Linked DNA regions of Sus scrofa: regions 2 and 3 are each linked to region 1. Evidence: chromatin contacts called from public HiChIP or PLAC-seq data. All regions are on one chromosome and are shown on one strand. Each heading gives the region's core, a stretch centred on a gene start, on an enhancer-like site or on the middle of the called end of the contact. The rest is flanking DNA. Distances are from core to core; before and after follow the strand shown.

Evidence for each region. HiChIP or PLAC-seq counts read pairs in DNA pulled down with a chosen protein or histone mark.
Region 2: an H3K27ac HiChIP or PLAC-seq map of skeletal muscle shows a contact between it and region 1. The contact joins two enhancer-like sites. A contact is called at or near these places in 2 of 47 Hi-C or Micro-C datasets (heart right ventricle and mesenteric adipose tissue) and 1 of 2 datasets of contacts at active chromatin or transcription factors (skeletal muscle).
Region 3: a contact with region 1 is called in an H3K27ac HiChIP or PLAC-seq map of skeletal muscle, with 7 times the contacts expected there. The contact joins two enhancer-like sites. A contact is called at or near these places in 4 of 47 Hi-C or Micro-C datasets (epiblast stem cells, heart right ventricle, psoas muscle and 1 more) and 1 of 2 datasets of contacts at active chromatin or transcription factors (skeletal muscle).

What each region holds. Positions count from the first base shown.
Region 1 is chr11:52,350,385-52,355,529 of Sscrofa11.1, reverse strand. No RefSeq gene overlaps it. Among named protein-coding and RNA genes, the nearest start is that of SPRY2, 190 kb to the right of the region's middle. Within about 2 kb of position 3,004, at least 5 of the 83 cell types and tissues checked have an H3K27ac peak or open chromatin away from gene starts, as enhancers often do. A contact at or near this core is called in mesenteric adipose tissue and skeletal muscle, where this site is marked.
Region 2 is chr11:52,171,187-52,176,331 of Sscrofa11.1, reverse strand. No RefSeq gene overlaps it. Among named protein-coding and RNA genes, the nearest start is that of SPRY2, 15 kb to the right of the region's middle. Within about 2 kb of position 2,626, at least 67 of the 83 cell types and tissues checked have an H3K27ac peak or open chromatin away from gene starts, as enhancers often do. A contact at or near this core is called in mesenteric adipose tissue and skeletal muscle, where this site is marked.
Region 3 is chr11:52,502,035-52,507,179 of Sscrofa11.1, reverse strand. All of the region lies in intron 2 of LOC110255835 (a long non-coding RNA gene), which reads left to right. Among named protein-coding and RNA genes, the nearest start is that of SPRY2, 350 kb to the right of the region's middle. Within about 2 kb of position 2,054, at least 11 of the 83 cell types and tissues checked have an H3K27ac peak or open chromatin away from gene starts, as enhancers often do. A contact at or near this core is called in skeletal muscle, where this site is marked.

The DNA.
Region 1 (5,145 bases), core at 1,755-4,254:
TAGTCCAGAATTTTGGAAATATTTATCAAATCTTTAAAAAACATCCTACATTTGTATACAAAAAATTCCAGGAAAATAATCATATATTTGGACTGACAGTACAGAATAGATTATTTATATAGAAAAAAAAAGAAAAAATGCATATATGCTAGTAATGATGGAAGGAATAAAAATGTATGTTCCATATACTGACAAGTAGTCACAGTTTTTGTAAGAAGCAACCATCCTCCATATATAATGCTTCAAGTATAAAAGAACCTATTCTGTGTAAGTATAAACCAAGCGTTTCTGATTAGCAATGGTTCTTCTCTAATCCATGATTCAAGGATGCATGTTCCTTCCAGTTTATGTCTCTGCCTTTTTCAATCCATAGCTGCCAATGAATCCAGTCTCATTTTGATAAAAGGCGAAAGCTCTTGAAGTAGCCCATCTATTAGATGTTACTTTCTGTTCACCAGTCCATTGCAGAAACTCAGTCACATGGCTGCCTTTTCCCAACTAAAGAATTCTTGATTAGAACCTTTAGGATCCTCTTCCTTACATTTAAAGAAACTTTCCATCTGTGCTGTTTCTGGAGGGAAATGTGTTGGTTCTTGATGTCGTATTTCATTTAGGCTAAGGTTGTCACTGTTCTGAAAAGATATTATTAGATTCATAATGTCTTATTCCTTCGTTTATTATAGTTAAGGCTAATTTCATCATTTTGATCACTGCAGTAATTTTACCCAGAAATTTCTTTATAGAAAAACTTTATTCTCTTCTTATACCAGAACTACATGATGTGCTATTTGAGTCTTTATCTATCTAAAAATATATTTTTGGTTGCTTTCAGGCATGAGAGATTATTTAGATTGATACATTCTCCAATCACAATATTTTTCTTTTATACTTCGTATTGCTCATTGCCCTCTGGTATCTAATTCTGCAAAATCTGAAATGAGCCTTATTTTCACTTTCTTTGTAAGTTAACATGTTACTTTTTTGTGCTTGAGTACTTGAACTTCAAGACTTCCTTCAGGATGACAGGGGAAAATATATCAGCTTCAGTCATCATATTTCTGCATGTTTCCACCAAAGAAACATCAACCAGCACTGTTCTCATCATGGTGAAACATTTTAATATAGCATACAATTTCTCACTCCTCCTCATTGAAAGGGAAGCTACAAAGACTTACGAGAGCCAGGCATCCTTTGTTTTTTCTACTGAGTGTTTGTAATGTATGGAAAGACATTGCTCCCCTGTGGTCGTATATCTTTCTGCTTTCCTTCTCTTGTAGGTATCTGCTCAGAATGAAATTTGTTCTATTTCCAAGGCTTAGTAATGTCACCAAGGCCAGCCCTGCCCCTTTGGGGGAAAGTCTGCTGTCTCCAGCTGTTCAGCCACAGCTGAGCAGGTGAATTCATTTAGAGAAGTTGTAAAATACCCCAAGGAAGACTAAGCTGTTTCCTCAAATCAAGAAATAGCTTGAGGAAAAGCCATTGAAGAGTTTAGTTTTTTTGAGCATGAGCCACCCAAACTCCTTGCTTGGCACCCTGCAAATAAACACTGTACTTTCCATCACCATTTTAAAAGATAGCTTGATGTTATATGTTAATGTCCAGTTGGCCCTTGCATCTACCTCAGTTAGTTAAGAAGTCAAGGATAGGCAGAGAGGTGATAAATAAGCCCCTACAAAGCCCCCACAATGATAAATCTATTATTTAACCTATTTTATTAGTTTTGTTTTCCCAGTTCCTTATAGGCTCTTTCATAATGTAGATGTGAACCATTGATTTATATTTTTTCATGATTTTTTGAGAGAAAAGAAGATGTAAATATGGAGAATTGCATTCCATTTCTCTTCTGCCTTGCTTCTCTATAGTTTTTATGTGTGCATTTGTTTGTTGAATTTGCAAAATACAAATACAGGAATAGCATTGGCCACTAGGATTGAATTTACTTTTTAATTAAGTGGAGCCCCTCTCTGTTTTCTATAGTATCTACATCATCTCTTGTTATGGCTCCTGCCACTAAAACTCTTAGTCCAATTTATTGAGCTGTCATTTGCCAACTTGATAAATATTTCTCCTGGCATCCTATGGCGATGGTACTGCTTGGTACTATCACTAGAGATACAATGTCTAACTAGCATGTTGCCCTCAAGTATTTTTCCTGAGCCTGACCTTATATATTCTGTATTTGACTGAAATTCTCAAAAGGACTGGCAATTTAGTGATTTCCATGGTTTTAATCATAAATGCAAGTTCTCTCTTCTTCTATATCTCAGAGACAAGAAGGAGATGATAAATCCTATGTCCCCATTCACCCACATTTCCTCACAATTCTTGAATTACAAACCTTGAAAGTGGTGAATATTTGAATCCCTGGAACTTTAAAAAGAGAAAAAAATAAATGAATAAGCAAAAAGCAAGCAAGATCTTTCACATAGCTAACACACACATGGATTTCTCTGCCCAAATTCAAATACAGAAAATGACTATAAGGCTGTGGGAAGCTAACCTGCGCTTCCCCATGCAAGGTTCAACTGAATCTATTTGTATTTCTATAACACATAGCTCAGTTAAATGTGAATTAATCTACATATCAAATTCTTGGGAGAAAGGAAAGCAAGAACCAAGAGCTTATTTTCTTTTCAATGAATATTCTATTTGACCATTTTGCTTTCACAAAGAGGAAGGAATTAGGATCATGTAGGCCTGGATGACAGTCTGACTTTCAAAAAGACATGGCAGACTTTTTCTATTTCAGGTATTATGCTTTTGTCAAATTAAATGTAAATGAACATTTATTTTTTTAATTTTACCAACATTTCTTTGCACTTGAATAGCCATATCCATAATACTACTCACTATTATGGTTCTCTAACTTTTTCCTAAGAGAGTCCATCCATTCAGAAGAACAGAGGTGCAATGAGTCATTTAATTCAAAGATACTGTGTTGAGGAAACAAGTAGTTCCAAAAACATGGCCATTATGAAATAAGCTTTGGATTCGTGATTTGTGCTAAGCAGTCCTAGGTACTCACAAATGGAGTGTGGACACATGCAAAACAGGAAAGCTAAATAAAGGTCACTCTTTACAGGAACCCACTACCACATGGCTACAAATATATTTTTCATATTTACAGATGAAAGTAAATTAGCTATAATAAGCATCTAACTGGGCTTTATCTGAGAGTTAGAAGTGGTATTAACATTTAGAAATGCAAAGATATTTAAATGAACACTACTAAATCTACCGCAGCAACTCTCAGCCCAAAAGCAATTTGTATTTTGTTGTTGTACATGTTGATAGAAAAGAAAAGAACATAACGATCTGAAGTTTTCCCCCAAAGGAACTTGACCTCCTTAGTGGGGGAAAAAAAAAAAAAAAAAAAAAACAAGAAGAAAAGTAAAATTAAAAACAGCTGTTTGGCCTAAAGGAAGAAAAAGATTCCCCAATGACAAATTTACAATCAAGAGGAAATTGGGTCCAAAGAAATGAAATGAAGACAGCCAATGTGACTGTCTCTAAATTTATATAAAATAGTTTAAGTATCAAAGGACAGGAAGGAGAAATATCTCCAAAGAACCAAACTTTACAGTAACTCTCCAAAAGGAACAAGGAGGAAAGAAGAAACAAACTAGTATTTGTATATATTATACATTTCTGAATTTTCTTTAAAACTGCTACAAAGTTCCAATATATCTTTAGCATATACTTAACACAGCCACATCAGAGAGGAGCTGATGCCAAGCCCTAACTCTAACCACATCACAGCCTGTATCTTGGATGCAGAGTCATCCAGTATGTCCTATAACAAGAAATAAACAATATTTCTGAAGTGATAGGTAAATGGAACAAAGATTAAATATGTAGACCTTATTTCTTTAGCAATTAAATTAAAACCAAAGCATGCCAAGGAATTAGAATCAGAAGTGGTAATGAAATGTAGACACTTCAGTGATCAACTCAGCCCATCCAGAAACCACAAACTGACTTTCTTGACATTTAAAAAAAATGTTTTTTTTTTCATTATTACATATAAATGCCAGATATTTTCAATGTGCCACTCTTTGCTCTCATAGGAACAGCCTAAAATCCTTAACATGTGCCAGGTGCCTGCACTCTACTTGCAATCTAAGCTATTACATCGATAAGCATAAATACCAAATTTATACTATAATATTTACAATATCTCACAAATTTGTAGATACTTAAAATATAATTCAGAATTTGAGGATGACTTAAAAGTCTCAAAGTATAATCCCATGCCTTTGTTCAATAAACACATTTTATTTTAGTCTGCTATAGTATCTTCTTCAAAAAACAGGGTTCATTTGTCAATCAACTGTCTCAGTTCAGTTCTTCCCATTGGGATTAGGGACAGTAAATCATCACAGTGTGGATTAAGATCTCATGGAATCCTGAGACTCCATCTTCAGTTATCACTTTATGTGCTTGCCCTCAGTTGCTGCATTAACTTTTCCTTCCACTTGCCACTATAGGAAACTTAGGAGCATTATGCTTCCTTCTGAACCAAAATGAAATTTTGCCAAATTATGCTGTCAGAAGCAGCTTGAAGACATATATAAGTCACAGGATGAAAACTCTTGAGCTTATTTTCTCTAATAAACATATTCTTTTTTTTTTTTTTTTTTAGTTAGAAAAGAACTTGTTAACATAAGATTTCCTTTAGTTACCTCTTGATGCTTTTAATAATATACTCATTGCTTCACACTCCATAAAAATATTCGCAGATATAAAATGTAAACCCATTAATAGGCTCTTTTGAATTAACATAATATTAAAAGTGGGGATGTAGGTAATTAGTGATAACAGAAAAAAAAAATACTTTCAAATATCTATGCTGTTCCCAATGGCAACAAATGATTTTTGTGTGAATAATACAATGTACATAAAATGAATGATAGCTGGGCCATTTGGGTAGCATATCAGGCTAATATGAAAAGGACAGAAATAATGAAGAACGGCAGATGTTGTGGCTTCTAACCAGAAGAGGCTAGACCCCTGATAAGAAAGCTCTCTGGTGGCCAAAACTGCTCAACACACATCGAAACCAAGAGCAATAAACCTGATGAGAGCTCTGGAGTGCCCAGGGAGGCAAAGCGAGCTTCCAAGATGAAAACTCCCAGAATTTTCTCC
Region 2 (5,145 bases), core at 1,377-3,876, 180 kb after region 1:
ATCCACAAAGTCAACACCAGCAGTCTAGATTGGTTATCTCACCCCCTTCTGTCTCAAAGGCTGAGTGACAAAGAGTGCTTAGTGTGATACTGAGTGTAAATGACAGCACAGGAAGTCCATTCTCAGGGCAAGCTGTGAGACTGGCAGCTGAACAGGAGGCCAGAAGGCAAGTCTGCACAGAGCACTTTCAGTCTATACTCGCTATCTCGCCCCTACTGTGGCCAGAGTCCACAGGGCCAAGGGGAGGAGTTCTGAGGCTGCCGGAGGACACCAGAAGGTTCAAAGTCCGCTTAACACATCAATTCCTGAGCATCTCAGAGCACAACAAAAGGCTGCAACGTAGTCCTCTACAGAATTGAGGCTCTTATGTTGTTTTAAATACAATATTTATCATTCACTTACGAAGGATATGCTACAATAGCTATGAACTATACAAATAATTACTATGCACATTCTTGAGGGACCCTGTTTTCTGACATGGCACTAACCTCAGAATTCAACTCTGAAACATGTTAATACAGCTCTCCAGGAACTCCATCCAGTCACGTATCACATGTTCGAAGCTTTAATGCTGAAAGTAAAGAAATGTTACATCAAAAACAGGTTCAGTATGAATATCAGCCATATATGGAAGAAACATTTCTATAGAAACCACACCCACTGCTGAACTCACACTTGTATCAGGGGAGATATCTGTATATGTACAAAGTGTGTAAGTTTAATCGTGTAGCACGAAGATGGGTTTCTTTGTGCTATTATGGCATTGTCATTTACTGCAACTACAAAGGAAAAGAAATAGGAAAAGAAAAGAACAGAAATAGAAAAGAAGCCCACAGTGATCTAATTCTACTATAAATTAAATTTCATTATTATCCTCCTATAAACATACCTTTCATTACAAGTGCTTTATTACAAATGAATAATCTTGTCAACAAAATAAAGGAGAAAAATAAATTTATTGTACATATACAACTAAAATCCCAAAGCATAATTTATAACTTCTCATATAATGCTAAATTATAATCAACATCTTTTTTCATTGACTATAGAGTCGTCAAAATATCCTGTAACAAAAAAGATGTTTTACCTAATCTTAATATCTAATCTTAACATTACTGTTTAATTATACTTAAATTGATTGAAAGAGACCTTCATTAAAATCTGACAGACCTTCAAATACAGATTTTTTAAAATTCTAAGTGTCCACAAGTTGTGAAAAGCTAATCTCTAAGGTACACACTGAGAGATCGCAAAACAATTTTCATTTAGAATGGATTTCTGTTTGAAATACCAAGCATCTATAAAAATCAACAGCCATCATCATAGAAGGGAATTGTTTTGTGTTATTTATTTATACTTATATTTTTAATTATTGGTAAGGTCAATCAGAGGTTGGCAGATTTTTCCAGAATATTCAAGGAGGAAAAGACACACACAAAGAGAACACAAAGACAGGCGCAAAAAAAGGCATTTAAAAAAAAACCCAAAAGCCCAAAATAAACTTCTTTAAAATACCAGACTACTTCAGTTATGACACATGCACTAGCTTGGGGTTCCTAAATCAGCAGACTGAAGAAAAACTGCCTTGTCATCAGAATGCCAAAATATATAGCTCTCACGAGGAGCAGATACATGGAGCTATAGGTCTAAATCTAAACTCTCTCTGTGGAAGAGAACACACTTTAGCTGTGTAATAAGCTGAGCCCCTGCACCAAGACATGAGAAATTACACCAAAGCTCTTCTAATGACACGCCACTAAACCCGTTTTCCTTTCAAAGGGGAGGAGAGCACAGACAAGGGACAGTCACTGCAGCAAACAGAATGCAAAAATGAAAAGCTGAAATCAAAAGACCGATGAAAGCATAACATTAAAAAGAGAAGTGTTTAGCTGCTAAATCATCCAAATTGCTTTGCCAAATTTTGACATGCTTGATTTCCTGTAGTAAAAAATCTCCTCTCTTTTTTTTCCCCCTTTCTTTGAAAAAAAAAAAAAAAAAAGTGAGGAAAAATAACCAGCTGTTCCTTGTATAGTTCAGGAAACAAGTTTGATTTATTACTTGAAGGTTATTTTTGAATGAGCTGCTTGTGGCAGCCAGAGTGCAAGAAAAGTCACTGAGGCCTGTCCACTTGAAGGGCTCAAACTGTTTCCTGAACAGTCCTTCACTCCGCACCTCCAACGGCTATTATTGACAACGTGTGACTGGGGCCTTCCAGGATTTTAAAACAGCAGGGGTCCCGACCAAACAATCGGGCTGTCAATTACCTTTTCCCCTGTTGTGAAAAAGGGGCCCAGGACAATGCAACTTCCCAGCGGGACGCCCTGCAGCTCCCAGTCCGTAACCCACTCTTGGCCCCGTTCAGCATTCAAAACCCAGTAAAGGGTCGGTGCCTTCGCTTTTGTCTGTGTGTGTCAGCGCCAACCAGAGTGCCTGCAAGGTGGATGTCTCCACGGACGGAGTTTTAAGTTCTGGCGTGGGCAAGAGGGGCTGCCTGCATTGCTCTCTCTGGTGCTCGCGTTTGTTTTTTCGGTAAGATCCCAACGCACACAAAGAGCACGCACCCCACCCCCCGCCGCCCCTTCTGTAGGCACGTCCTCCGGGAACGCCCAGCCCTCTCCACCTAGACTGTGGCTTGAAAAACTTCCTGTGCGCATTGATGACTCGCTGTGAGGACTGTCCATCATCCCGCCCCTTTGTCCGGCAGTCACTTCCATTCGCATTTGACTGACTGAGGAAGCCTGAGTTATTTGTAAAGAACAACAAGGCTTTTCATTCATAATTTTCGTAGGGGGACAGGGTGCTAATGACTGAGCTTGAATAACTCGGGAATGCGGTATTCAAGGCAGGAAGAAGCCCAACCGACTGCCAAATGAGGGCAGAGAGGATGTAGGTGAAAAGTGCCCGGGTAAAAAGCCAAACAATGGCAGGAGGATTACACAGGTCTGCAAATCCAAAGCGAGGTTTTAAAAGGTGAGACCCTCCGAAAGATGGAAGCGGGAAGGAGGGCAGGGAGAGTCTAACAGGATTTCATTAGCGTTGGGATCAAGTTACATGGCAGAGTTTACAGAATCCGAAACCCATAAAGGGTCGACAGAGGAAGTGATCTTTTCTTCCACTGCTGGTTCTCCTACAAAAACAGAAAAAAAGTTAAAAAAAAAAAGTAAAACTGGTTCTCACTCTCTTTTGGTACCTTTCACAGGTTCAGACAAAGAGAGTTTGTTTTGCAGGGGTACTCAGCTTGGCAATCCAGTCTAGGTTCCAAAGAGCTTGCTTTACTTTCAGGTCTCTCGTCAATTTTATGTATATGCAGCGTAAACACAATGTATAATAATTTTATATACCTGCTGCTTCCAAGGGGGAGAAATTGCACAAATGTCAATTTCTGGCCTAATTTAACTATATAGATAAGTATTACAAATGTTTATTCTCTTGTTAAAACAATACAATTGTAGTCTGGTTTTTTAAATTAAGAAATTAAAAGTATCACATTGAATTTCTTAAGGCACAATTTTATACATTAGAGTATAGAAAATAATCCAGAATAACAATGTTGCACATTTTAATATAATACAGAATGATACAAGCTGCTTTAAAAAAAAACAATGTAACTCCATACATGAAGAATGTTTCAATCATTATTAGAAAATGTTTACTATGTCTTTTTGCTAAAGCATGTCAAGTAAAAGTTAACACATACTAATTTCGGAAGAATTCAGCAAAAATAAATTAGCAGGCAGTAGGATTCTAGTTCTATCTCTGTTGAGTCTACTAGCCCTCGTGGCCTTAGGAAGCACTTAGAGATACTGAGGTCCAAGGTCGAAGTTCAGATTCTGGGCCAGGGGTCTACTTAGCTCTAAGTCCTAAGTCACAAACTGATTCAACAAACATTCCTTAAAATTGAGGCACTAACTACCATCATTGTGTCATTAAAATCCATTATCTCATATCACTCTGACAACCATCCTCTTCTGACCAATGGGAAAACTGAGGTGCGGAGACTCTCCAGTACTTCCCATCTGTTTCCACCTGAGTCCCCAACAAAGGCAAAGGAGAATGAACACACTCTTGGAGCATTTCCAAAACTAACCTGAACGTAGACCTCAGGGGGATTTTATCATCATCATCATCATTATTTTGGCCTTGTGTTTTAAGAATGTACATGAATTTAAGTGTTCCCGCTGTAGCTCAATGGGATTGGCAGCATCTCTGCAGTGCCAGGAGGACGTAGGTTTGATCCCCGGACCAGGACAATGGGTTAAAGATCCCACATTGCCGTAGCTACAGCATAGGTCACAACTGCAGCTCAGATCTAATCCCTGGCTATATCCCCACAAATTCTTAATTAGTTTTTTCCAGCTTTATTGGGGTATAATTTAGAAATAAAATTGTAATACATTTAAAGTGTACAACATGATAATTTGACACACATATATATCATGAAATCATTCCCACAACCAAGTTAATTAACTCATCTATTACCTCATATAGTTACTTTCTCTTTTACTTTTTTTTTTCTTGATGAGAACGCTTAAGATCTACTCTCAGCAAATTTCAAGTATACAATACAGTATTATTAACTATAGTCACCCTGATGTAATCAAATCCTCAGAATCCTTATTCCTTCTATAACTGAAAGTTCATACTCTACAACCAACATCTCCCATTTCCCCCACCTCAGCCTCTGGCAACCACCATTCTACTCTCTTTTTCTATGAGTTCAAATCCCTAAATTTGTGGAGTTCCTGTCACGGCACAATGGAAAAGAATCTGACTAGTATCCATGAGGATGCGGATTCAATCCCTGGCCTCACTCAGTGGGTCAAGGATCTGATGTTGCCGTGAGCTGTGGTTTAGGTCGCAGACGTGGCTTGGATCCTGCATTGCTGTGGCTCTGGTGTAGGCCGGCAGCTGTAGCTCTGACTGGACCCCTAGCCTGGGAACCTACATATGCCGTGGGTGCAGCCCTAAAAAGCAAACAAAACAAAAAAACAAAGCAATCCTTGAGTTTTTGAGAGCAGGAGTAAATAAGTTGCTGCAAGATTTGGAACTGATGATTGAGAGTACAGGCATACTCTGGTGATTCTAGATTCAAAACCCAATGAGGACCAAAAAAAAAAAAAAAAAAAAACCAAAAAACAAAAACCC
Region 3 (5,145 bases), core at 805-3,304, 150 kb before region 1:
TGACCAGCTCTATGGTTTTCTGCAAATGTTCCTTCAATTCATATTTCTCTGCATATAGCTTGGGCTGCCACTCATAGAGAAGCCCCTGTTCCTTCATGCAAATTCCTCTTCACATTCATGACTTGCTCCCCCTGATACTCAGATACTTTCTATCTGGACTGGTTTTTCTTCTTGTATCCATCTTACCCTTAATAATGAATTCAGGAGTTCCCGTCATGGCGCAGTGGTTAATGAATCCGACTAGGAACCATGAAGTTGCAGGTTCGGCCCCTGGCCTTGCTCAATGGGTTAACGATCCGGCGTTGCAGTGGGCTGTGGTGTAGGTTGCAGACACGGCTCGGATCCCGTGTTGCTGTGGCTCTGGCGTAGGCCAGCAGCTACAGCTCCGATTCGACCCCTAGCCTGGGAACCTCCATATGCTGAGGGAGTGGCCCTAAGGAAAGCAAAAAGGCAAAATAAATAAAATAATGAATTCAGTGATATTTCAGTCATTTTTCAAATCCACCAGCCGTGGTTTTATTGTCTTGTTCTGTATTACCAAAATACCTTTTTAAAAGCTTTTCAAAATAATTTAATGATTCACATCATAATCCTTGAGGTTGGTGTCTATCCATCTTCCTAAACCATATCATTTATGAGAACGGAGACCATACTTCAATCACCTTGAAATCTCTCTAGGAACCCAATACTTTACTCATTAAAGGACTTGTCAATATACATGCGTTGCATTCAGTTGTATTTACCACTTTCTATTTATTTTAAGGCACAGCGTGATAAGCTTGAGGTTTCTAAAGTGACCCATGTCATGTATTGGAGATGTTTTCCACTAACACTGAAACTTCAAAATAAAATGAAAGAAAAAATAATGAAATTAAATTTGAAAATAAAATAAAAAGCAGAGTAGACACTAACAAAACAAGGGGACTTTTACGACTGGAAGGATTTACACGAAAAGGCAGTGGTCTCTGTGGGCCTCTTGGAAATATGCAGCTGTACTGCTGGCTGCAGTCTCTAGTTCAAGAGATATTTTCTGAGTCTGTTGTTGTTATTAATTTGTGGAGAAGAGGTCTCCGTAGAGGAAAAAAATCCAAGATTTTTGTTTCCTTTTCCATCACTCACAGTCACTGTAATGTCAACACCATTTAGGTCAAATTTCAGGCATTCAAAATGTGCAGCTTCGTCCAGCTGCAAGAGCTAAAACTCTTCTAGAGCACTGCAGCCTGACCCATAAAACATGTCTAAGGGTGTTAGTAACAATTAACAGGTGTGTACCTTCCCCAGCCCGTTTTCATAGGACATGAAATATATAAAGTAGTACACGTGGATGATTTCATGAGAATTACGTATAAGCAAATCTGTATCTGTTTTTAGTAATGGATCCCAAATAATTGAAATTATTGAGCCATAGTAAATTAAACCAAGTAAATATATAGGTTACAAAAAGGCACCGCAGCCCCCATGGTAGTCAGTGTGCACCTTGGAAAAGGTCATGGGCTCTGCTGCCCAAGAGTCTGTCCCCAAATCTCTTCTCTTCCATTAGCAGGAGGATTAAAATCCTCTCCAAGCTACCTAATTTATCTTTTTCTTCATATATAAAGTGGAGAAAATAATGCAAGTGATGGATGGTGTTAGTGTGAGAATTCAACATGGAAACAGATATCTGTTTTAGCCCAAGATGAGCAATCATGCAATGGTAGCGGTCATTTTTTAAAACATTATTTTATTATCATTAAACCACAGTCAGACTTCTATCCTTCCACTTCATGTCATCTGGTCTTCTGTCTCCATCTTCATCATGCTCTCTAGCAGCTAATCTATTCACTCCTCTTCTTGGCTGTGAGCCACACCCTTCCTCTGCACTCTGCCAAAACCCACAAAATTAATCAGGTCCATAATGCACTCACAACCTGCCTAAGTCTGCCTCTTCTTTATTCTTCTGTTAGTTCCACTTTACCAATGCCCACATTTCAGTAACCCCTATTGCCCAATGCCTCTTCCCATGTTCATAGACCAAAGCAAGTCGCTAAACAATAGTGACCGAGTCAACTGACCCCAGCTGGGCTCTCGTTGTATCTCAGCAGTTCTTTTATTTACCACTTGTTGACTCCCTGGTGCATTCCTCACCGCAGCTGTTCCAAATATTTCCGCTCTGCTCAAGTCCCTAATCCCAGCCCTCCTCCCTCCCTCTTTGCACATAACCTCACCTCCTACTGAGAAAATTGAAACCATCCCAACCTAAGTTTACACCATTGCTCTCCTCTTCTACTTAAAAAATCTGCACCTCTCTCCCTCGTTGCTTTTGCACTGACTTGAGGAACAGTGTCCTTTGCAGGGAAGCATCATGTTCTGGTGGAGTGCTTTGGGTTTGAAGTCAGACAGACCAAGTTAGATACTCTATGTTGACATGGTAAGACATTGACAAAAAAACTTTTCAGTTTCACACTGTCAATGTCATCGTCTCTAAAGTGGAGATAATAATTTCTACTTCATAAGGAGGTAAAGGATGATTAACAGACTTTTGGCAGATAGTAAACATTTAACAAATTGCAGCTATTATTATTATTTTAAAAGCCGAAACTCTTAACCTGCATTCTGAGCCTATCTATCCTAATATTTATGATGATAATGAGGATAAAGATGATGATGAAAAGGGTAAATAATTGTCTCCATGCCTTTCCTATTAAGTTAGTTGCTCAATTATCTCTCTTTTTTCTTAATTCTTTAACTCAATCCAGTTCATCGGTCAAGTTCTTTTTCTTTAAAAGAAAAATAAAAGACTATCTTCGTTTTAAGCTAAAACCCCATGCCCTAACTTTTGACCAGTATCCTTGAGAAAATTGTTACCCTACCTACCTTGTCCAAATACTTCTTAAAACTCTTCAATATAACTTTTCCCCTATTTAAACTGTCCTTAAAAGCACTGTTGAATGAATGTATGCTCGCCCAGTGCAATTTCTTCAGTCTCCAGTCTCAAACGCTCTTGTATCTCTTACTGTCACTTACCCACATCCTTCTCTGATTTCTGCAACTTTATATAAACCTCATCTCTTCTTCTTTCCCATGTTCTTTACTTGCTATTAATATTCGTTCTCTTACCAAAATGTAGCCATTTTTTAAGTTAAGTCCTTGGCTTTATTGCTGTCTTTTCTCTGAGCAACCTCATTAATTCCCATAGTTTCTCAGAGTGGATTCTCACACTTTAGAAATTTTGTATCTCTGCAATGAGCTTTATCTCTTACCAATATAAAAGTCCCTGTAACCTATTGTCAGTTTGGTATTAACCTGTTGTCTTTTTTTTTTTGCTTTTTAGCTGCATAATTCTAATTGTCTCTCAATATGTACACCTAAAAGGCCTATCAAAATTAAAATTGAGCATAAAAACATGGTTTTTATCTTATTTCAGAGAAAACGGCTCTTCCTTGGAGTTCCTTATTTCTATTCAGTAATCATTTTGTAGTCCAAGTCACCCACACCTGAAATAGTAAAGATATTAAATCAGCAACAATACGCATTGATCCCTACTCTGTGACAGATCTGGATACATAGCTGTGAGAAGAAAAAAGAGGTTCCTGAATTCTTAAAGTGCACTATGAAGGCACACACAGAGCCACTAATCCAAGTGGTATCAATATCAAAAAGGGAGTGCACAAGTTGCAATGAAAATTGTATATAACGATGAGACAGTTATTCTGAAGAGCTAGTAAAAAGGTGTCATTGAAAGTTACCTGAAAGAAGAGTAATGCATGCTAGGGATACAGAGGAAGCCCAAGAACACAGGCAGAAAGAAGTATCTTGGTGTAAGAACAAGAGTGGGGAACTGAAGAACTAGTAGAGAGTAGTTTAAAAGGAAGTATGCAGAAATACAACCTTCCAGAGTTTCTAAGCCATGTTAAACTTCAACATTTATTCTAAAAGGCAAGGGAAGTCATTTGAGACTTCTAAGTGAAGGACTAAGAAGACTCCATATTTATTTTTTGCTTCTCTTTTTTATCTTTTCAGTTTTATTAAAATATAATTGACATATAACACTGAGTATAAGGGGTACAAGGTGTTGATTCTGCACACGTATATTTGCAATATGATTACAACATAACATTAGCACTTCACTTCAATCACATCTCGTAATTACCATTTCTTCTTTTGTGGTGAGAGTATTTAAGACCTACTCTCTTAGAAACGTTCAGATATACAATACAGTACTGTTAACTATAATCACCATGCTATGCATGAAGTCTCCAGAATGTTTTTGTCTTATAACTGGAAGTTGTACCCTTTGACCAAAATTTCTACATTTCCCCTACCATCCATTTCTACACTCTGCTATGAATTTGGCATTTTTACATTCCACATACATGTGATATCACCTAGTATTTGTTTTTCTCTGACTTATTTCACTTAGCATAATGCCCTCAAGGTCTATTCATATTGTCAAAAAGAAGGCAGTTTCTTTCTCTCTTATGGATGAATAATAATTCATTATATATACATACCACATCATCTTTATCTTTTTATCCATTGATGGACATTTAGGTTGTTTTCCTAGCTGGTCTGTTGTAAATGATGCTGCAGTAAACATGGGGATGCAGATATCTCTTCAATATCTTGTTTTCACTTCTTTTGATTTTATACCCAGAAGTGAGATTGCTGAATCGTATGGTAGTTCTATTTTTAATTTTTTGAGGAAAGTCCATACTGTTTTCCGTAGTGATTATACCAATTTACATTTCCACCAAAAAGCCCAAGGGTACTCTTTCCTTACATCCTCACCAGTGCCTGTCATCTCTTATCTTTTTGATGATATCCAATCTAAGAGATGTGAGGTAGTTTTAATTTGTATGTTCATGATAATTTGTGAGTATCTTTTCAAGTACATAATGGCCATTTGTGTATCTTTGAAAAAATGTCTATGCAGTTCCTCTGCACAGTTTTTCTCTCCTTTTTTTTTTTTTTGTCTTATTTTTTTTTTTAGGGCCGCACCCACATCATATGGAGGTTCCCAGGCTAGGGGTCCAATTGGAGCTATAGCCACCAGCCTACATCATAGCCACATCTGCGACCTACACCACAGCTCATGGCAACACTGGATCCCCGACCCACTGAGTGAGGCCAGGGATTGAACCCATATCCTCATGGATACTAGTAGGA